2 separate regions of the Mus musculus genome follow, and region 2 is linked to region 1. The links are chromatin contacts, called in public HiChIP or PLAC-seq maps. All regions are on one chromosome and are shown on one strand. Each heading gives the region's core, a stretch centred on a gene start, on an enhancer-like site or on the middle of the called end of the contact. The rest is flanking DNA. Distances are from core to core; before and after follow the strand shown. Region 1 overlaps Dstn (destrin). Region 2 has its middle 6.9 kb from the start of Banf2os.

Evidence for each region. HiChIP or PLAC-seq counts read pairs in DNA pulled down with a chosen protein or histone mark.
Region 2: a contact with region 1 is called in an H3K27ac HiChIP or PLAC-seq map of acute myeloid leukemia, with 6 times the contacts expected there. The contact joins two enhancer-like sites. A contact is called at or near these places in 1 of 15 datasets of contacts at CTCF or cohesin (the NIH/3T3 cell line), 20 of 484 Hi-C or Micro-C datasets (the HPC-5 cell line, Th1 cells, bone marrow-derived dendritic cells and 5 more), 10 of 115 datasets of contacts at active chromatin or transcription factors (CD8 T cells, acute myeloid leukemia, bone marrow-derived macrophages and 4 more) and 4 of 9 other capture datasets (adipose tissue, embryonic stem cells, liver and 1 more).

The regions. Positions count from the first base shown.
Region 1 is chr2:143,932,674-143,936,412 of GRCm38.p6, reverse strand. The region is part of intron 1 of Dstn (destrin); the gene reads right to left. Among named protein-coding and RNA genes, the nearest start is that of Gm33804, 5.5 kb to the left of the region's middle. Within about 2 kb of position 1,747, at least 29 of the 459 cell types and tissues checked have an H3K27ac peak or open chromatin away from gene starts, as enhancers often do. A contact at or near this core is called in acute myeloid leukemia, where this site is marked.
Region 2 is chr2:144,212,845-144,216,583 of GRCm38.p6, reverse strand. No RefSeq gene overlaps it. Among named protein-coding and RNA genes, the nearest start is that of Banf2os, 6.9 kb to the right of the region's middle. Within about 2 kb of position 1,808, at least 146 of the 459 cell types and tissues checked have an H3K27ac peak or open chromatin away from gene starts, as enhancers often do. A contact at or near this core is called in acute myeloid leukemia, where this site is marked.

The DNA.
Region 1 (3,739 bases), core at 498-2,997:
TGTTCACAGAACCATTATTAACACAGATACAAACTGGAAACTACCTCAAAGTCCATTAAGTGAAGAGATTTTTAAATGAACTACAGCCACACAATAAAGCAAAAAGGAGGAACTGACATGCTACAACATAAATGAACCTCAGAAGACATCACATTCAGGAAAAAAAAAAAAAAAAAAAAAAAAAAAAAAAAAAAAAAGCCAAAGAGAAAGGGCAGCACACAACATGATTCTATTTATATAAAATGTCCCCAAGGCAAATCTGTAAGTAGACCAGTGGTTTCCAGGGCCCAGAGAACTGGAAAGGGACTGACTACTAAGTGGTAATTTTCTTTTGGGGGTGATGGAAATAAATGCTCTGCAGTAAACTGCTACTTCATCACATTCAAGAAGCTAGTGTTCGCCTATATCCAATGAAGCAGTGTGATGGCTAAGGCGGGAAGATCACCAGTTCAAGCCCAGCCTGGGTGACATTAGTGAGACTCAGTCACAGAAAGACAAGAGAAAAAGATGCCTGCAAGCATGTAGGGGACTGAGATATAGTGGGAACCTAGCATTTGTTTCTAAGGTAATTTGTCATTCAATCATTGATTGTTAAGAGTGCTACATCCACTCCAATCCTGGCTATCTAGTCCACATCTTCCCAATCTCCTCAGATCTTGCTAACCAAATCCACAGTTTTTGTATAGTAAATGAACAGCAGCACATTTTAATACAGTGGCAGTCAGAAAATTAACAGTAGATAGAAAACTAACAAAACTTCAATATTACTATACTCATATTCTTATTACCTGTGTATGCTTATTACATTTTTTTAATCAAATTTAAACCTTTTAGTGCTTTAGCAGTATTTTCTGATCCTTGTAAGAAATGGGGGGAAAAGTTCAAATAATATTACCAAGGAAAAACTAGAAACACTTCAATTCCTCTCTAGTCCATAATAATGCTGATATCTAAGTATTTTTTAAAGACTATCTAAGTATTTTATAAAGATTTATTTATTTATTTTCTGTTTATGAGTACACTGTTTATGAGTTGTCTGCAGACACACCAGAAGAAGGTGTCAATCACAATACAGATGGTTGTGAGCCACCATGTAGTTGCTGGGACTTGAACTCAGGATCTTTGGAAGAGCAGTCAGTGCTCTTAACCACTGAGCTAACTCTCCAGCCCTATGTAAGTATTTTTTAACCAACAACCAAGTCTTTCTTTTTAAAATGTTCTATTTAAAATTTATCATTCAGGGCTGAAGAGATGCCTCAGTGGTTAAGAGCAGCACTCTGTGTGCTCTTCCAGAGGTCCTGAGTTCAATCCCCAGCAACCACATAGTGGCTTACAACCATCTGTAATGGGATCTGATGCCCTCTTCTGGCATGTAGGTGTACACACAGATATAACACTCATATATGTAATAAAATAAATAAATCATCCCTATGATGTTTGAATCAATCCATCCCTCCCTCAGCCTCCCATTAAGTTTACTTTCTAACTTCATGTGTTTTTTTTAATAGCCACCATTTAGTGCTTGCCTAATTCTTAGAAGGCAACACTGGAAGTGCTGTATTCATTTATTCAACCAATACCTGAATATATCTAAAGTATTTAAGTCTCTCAAATGCAACTTGAAACTGACTTAGGAATTGGTCGTGACCTGTAACTGAAAAGAAAGTAAAACACGATTCTGCAGTTGTGCGTGGCTGGCTCTAACCTGGGCAGAGTGGACCTGGTAGCAGAAAGGCTGCCTGTGCTGGTTTCCGGTGAGAAGCGTTATTTCTAAACACCCGAGCTTGAGGAAATGGCCCCTGGAGACAGTGAGGAAGAAGATTTTGAAACATCCAGATTAACAAACTATCAACTGCCATAGTGAGGTAGAAAACCAAATCTAAAGACAGATGTGAAAGGGAAATGTCAGGATGGGTCCAAGACAGGGAGGGCCAGGCATCGGGGTGGAAACCGACTACAAAAGGAGACCAGAGGATGGACAGAAGAGCAAGTAGAGTACGCGGGCGGTGCTAGATAACAGCACTGCGCTCACGGGGGATCAGTGGCCAGGGTCTCCTCCACAGGCAGGCAGGTTCAGGAGCTTGGCGGCATTGGTTAGTTTAAAAACCAACTCAGATGAGCACAGCAGAGCTTTCCACATAAAAGGACGGGAGCAGAGTGCGCTATGGAAGGGCATCAGCTGCGCTAATTCCAAGTCAAGGTGAGGGGACAGGGTTTCCCTGGCAGTGGCAGCAGTACTGAGGCAGCTGTGGGCGCCAACAGGACTCAGCAGCAAGCTCCCTCACAATCCCTAGACTCAAGTCAGGGACGAAGCTGGGGGTGGTGGGCATGCCAATAGTAGTCAGGAGGCAGGTTACTCTCTCCTAAACTTCCACTGCAGTGGTCTAGAGACTGACTACAGTATGGCTCCTCAGGACTGGTACATAATTCTGTACTTTGCCTGTGAAAATAGTAAGAAACCCAGTAGGCAGAATCTATGTTAGATTTAGCTAAATGGATTTTTGAATTGCTATACCTAGGCTCAGTATGTCTAGATGGCCTTTAAACAGCAGCAATATGGAAGAGATGAAAAAATTAACTGTTGCCTGGACCCTTCATGCTTATTTTTATATAGTCAAAGACAAACCCTTTGGGCAAGCAGACGGAGAAAGCACAGAGCAGCTCTCGGAAGCCTGGCCTCACTGCCCAAGCTCCCCACTGCCTCTCCCCGCTGCTCCTCCACCGCCAGCACGCCTCCTGCCTTCAGCAACCCTGACACCTTTTATCCTGATGGCTGAATTAGAAACCAGGTAAAAAGTATAAGTGAGGTGGAAAAAAGACTAAGTAATGATACCTTAAATAATTAATTTTTTCTTAATTGACTGATTTTCTTAATAACTGGGAGGTCAGATTTGACTTTAATGTATACAGGATCTGACTATTGCTAACATTTAGCTCCCAATATTTGATAAAATGATTAATATTTGAGTTCACTGCTGTATTTACTCCCCCTCCCACACCCCATATTTACCCCTTCAACTGCAAGTTATAATGAAATAATCAAGAAGAGTCCTTTACAAACACCAGTGGCCCAAGTCCAAGGATTTGTGCCACAAACACCTGGCACAAACTACTGGCGCCTTCAAAGCTTCTTAAACCAAACCACACAAACCGGGCACAGAAGAAGGTGGCTTGCCCTGGCAGTCTACTGTGAGGACTCACCTGGGTGGCTGTTATCCTAAGACATCAGGGTGAGTCTCTGCACAGGTTGGAGCAATGGTGCAGTCACGCTGTGCATCTCTAACTTGTAAAAAGGCCCTCTGTCCAGGCCTACCCATCCCAGCCTGAGCCTCTCACCTCAGAAGCAATGCCAGTTAGGGCCTGCCCGATACCTTCAAGGAAAGGTGTGAGAGGAAAAGGTCCGCTCCTCTCAGCTTCACTTCCCAGCACTCAATTTAAGACTGAGATGTTTAACTGCTCACAGTCAAGGAGCTGTAAATTTATTAAATGAAGTTAAATCCAGTTCCATTTTAAACTTAAAGTTTGCACAGTTGAAACAATGCAAACCGCTGGAAATCCTCTAAACCAGCAAGTACTGCTGCTGAGCTGGAAGGAACCTGAGAGCAAAACTGGACTCTGCTACCACACGTGCTTAGGCCACCTTAAAAACCTATGGCGCTCACAGCCGAAATTCTCCGAGTTCCACACCAGAACCACTGGAGAAGCCACACTCACTCCCCCCTGCACCACGACAGCTGCT
Region 2 (3,739 bases), core at 559-3,058, 280 kb before region 1:
GGACAGTTAGGAGTCAAGTTTTGTGTTATCCCCATTACCAGAAGGTTCAGAATCAAAGAGACTCACAGAAAAACACGGGACCAGAACACAAGTTGTCTCCACTGCTCGCCCAGCATTCCTAGACAGTCACGCTTTCTGCCACATCTGCTCCATGTCTTATTTCTATTTGTGTGTATTTTTATTTGTAGATGTAAAGACTTTTTTCTAAATCAAGTGACAGTAAATTACAGCTATGACGTCCTTGACCTCCAGCCCATAGCTTTGATGTGTAATTCATAAAGAGAAGATGTCTTACAACAGTGCTGTTGCCTAGGTCAGGAAACTGACATGACTTGACACAATTATCTAATTGTGATTAGATGTCACCAGCGGTCTTTTATAATGTCCTTTATGGCAAAACAAGATCCCATTTCTCCACTGTATTCTGTTGTCCTCTCTCTATTCTTCCAGGTCTTGCATGTCATTGATTGACATTGGTGACATGTGCAGACAATGATCTTGCATCAAGTCCCTTAGTTAGGGTCTGACTGACATTTCTTCATGAGTAGCCTCAGACTGTACACCTTCTGACGATCCTCAGAAAATAATGTCCCTTTCTCTTATCAGCAGGGACAGGAATCGGTTTCTCAGTCTGAAAGAATAAATTCTGATAGTAATATTCCAGGTAAGAAGAAAAAAAAAAAATCTAGACGCATCCAAGGAGCCTGGTTTAGCTCCCAGGAACCACTGCTATTAGCTCTTTCTTTTCACAAACAGGGGGAAGGGTTGAAGGCGGAGGACTTGAAGCAGAGGGGGAGCTACAGAGAGAATAATGGCTAACACTGGGGCCCAGAATGAGCAGAGGCCGGGAAAAGCGCTGAAGGCGACGGAGCGGGCTTTTAAATCGCTTACTTAAAAAACTCTCATTTGTTTCTCTGACACTTAAAAAAAAAAAAAAAAAAAAGGTGCCCACTGTGGAAAAAAAAAAAAACCCAAGGAACAAAGAAGAAAATAGCAAAGCCCTAGTCGATGCAGCCCTGATAATCTTGCAGGCACATGCCTTGCCAGCCGCCAGAAAAGCTCTTTCCAAACTGCTCTGGAAGTAGGAAACTAGCAGAGAAAGCCCCAGCTTCCCTGGGGGACGGTGAGGTCACACTAGCAGAAGCCAGCCCCGAGGACAGCTTTTTTTGTCTTCCTCCTTCACTCTGACGGGGCTGTGTCTGTAGGCCGGGAGGGACAAGCAGCCGGGCACCTTGGAGAATTCAGATCTGCTGCTGTCATATTTGTGGGGCTCTCAGACTGCCTCCATATGTGTGGAGCTAAGAGAGGAGTTCCCTGATTTTTAAAGATAAAAAGGAAGGAGAGTGGGATGCAAACCCTGCCTGTACTTCTTGCTTAGACAGGGGCAACATGCAGGCTAGAGCCAGGTCAGGAAGAACCTTCCCTGAGGACAGAGCTGGGGTCAGGGCGCGCGGGGTGGGCGTGGGAACAGGAGGGGCCCAGGAACAGGTTCTGTCAAATCACTGTCCTCAAGGGTCTGTGCAGCCCTAGGGACAGACCTGGGGACATCCTTGAGCCTGTGGGTTGATATAGGCAGCTGTAGCAAGTATAAGAGGGGGACCAGGTACCCATAGTGAGTCTGTCTGACTTTTGGGGTCCAGATTACCCTATGGTGGGGGGCTCCAGGGCACGGTGGGGAGGGGCTGAGAAACAGCTCTCGGGAACTGGGTCTGAAGGGCTGGGAAATGGTGGTACCTTCCAGCATGCTCACGGTAGATTTAACTGTGCACATACTGTGTGGTGTCTTTAAAACAGCCCAGGCGAACCTTCAACCAGAGGATTATCTCTGGGGGGGACAAAGGAGGAAAGAGAGGGCAAGGTAAGCGAGACAGCATGCAGCCTGTGACTCAGCCACTAGGAGGTGACCTCTGACCCTGCCTCTGTGTGCTCATGGCTTTGTATATCTCTGTGGTATGTGTGTGTGTGTGTGTGTGTGTGTGTGTGTGTGTGTATGTGTGTGTGTATGTGTGAGTGTGTATGTATGTGTGTATGTGTGTGTGTATGTGTGTGTGTGTGTATGTGTGTGTGTGTGTGTGTATGTGTGTGTGTGTATATGTGTGAGTGTGTATGTATGTGTGTGTGTATGTGTGTGTGTGCTCATTGGGTCTTTTAGAGTATGGGACAACAGGACAGTGAGGAATGGCCCATGATGGATTTGTATGCTCCTTAATAAGACTATTATTATTTTGGCTTTTTGGGACATGGTTTCACTGTGTAGCTCTGGCTGTCCTGGAGCTCACTGTGTTGAGCAGGCTGGCCTCGAACTCACAGAGATCCTTCCTTCTGCCTCTGTGTGCACTACCATGCCTGGCCAAGGCTATCTTATTTTATTTTTTTAAATTGTGGTAAAACATAGAACTTTAGAGTTGAGGATGTAGCTTAGTGGTAGAGCCCTTGGCTAGGACACACGAGGACCTGAATTCGATCCCAGTATCAGACAAACGAAAGCATGAAGCAATGACTTTATAGCCTTTACATTGCTGAGTGCACACGACACTGTTAATGAGGTACACCACGTGTCTAGGTTTCCAGAATGTGTCACCTTGTAAAACTGAAACTCTCCACACTGTGGAACAATTCCCCAGTTCCTCCTTGCCCAGGCCCTGGTGACCACATCCTATTTTCTGTCTCTCTATATTTGACTGTTCTAGGAACCTTGCATAAATGACATCCTGCAGTTTTATCCTTCTGTGACTGACATTTGGCATAATGTCCTGAAGTCCCATCCGTCTTATGGAGTATAACTGAATTTTCCTCTTTTTCCTTTTGTTTCCAGAGATGATTTTGCAATTTCGCCTAATCTGGTTTAGAACTCACTGTGGAGTCCAGCCTGGCTTTGAACTCATGGTCTTCCTGCCCCGGCTTCCTGAGTGCTGGGATTGCAGGTGTGGGCCGCTCTGCTTGGTTACATTTCATTCTATTTGTGGCTGAGAACTTCCCGGTGTCTATGTATTGATTGCCTTTACTGCTTCATCTGCTGGTGACTATTTAGTTTTCTTTTACCTCTTGGCCATTGTCACTGTTGCTGCAATAAACACAAACATGCAAGTATCTTTTCAAGAGTCATTTTCAGTCTTTGGATATATCCCTGTTGTTTTTGTTTGTTTGTTTGTTTGTTTGTTTGTTTTTTTGTTTTTTTTTGTTTTTTGTTTTTAGTTTGTTTGGGCAGCTACAACACAAAATCTTGGACTAGGTTTTATTTTTTAATTAGAAAAAAATTATATCTCAGTGTGGTGGTATATGCCTTTCGTCTCAGCACTCAGGTAGCAGAGAAATGCTGAGAGCTCTATGAATTCAAGGCTAGCTTAGTCTACATAACAAGTTCCAGGCCAGCCAGAAATACACAGTGAGACCTTGTCTCAAACAAATAAACAAACAAAAACCAAAAAACAGGGCTGGGCTGGAGAGATGGCTCAGTGGTTAAGAGCACTGGTTGCCCTTCCAGAGGTCCTGAGTTCAATTCCCAGCAACCACATGGTGGCTCACTACCATCTGTCATGGGATCTGATGCCCTCTTCTGGCATGCAGATATACATGCAGACTGAGTATTCATCTACACAAATAAATGTTAAAAAATCGTAAAAAACAAAAACCAACACACACACACACACACACACACACACACACACACACACACACACACAAACCCAAAAACAAAACAAAAACCCAAAGACTTATTTCTTTGTTTATGTGGATGGTG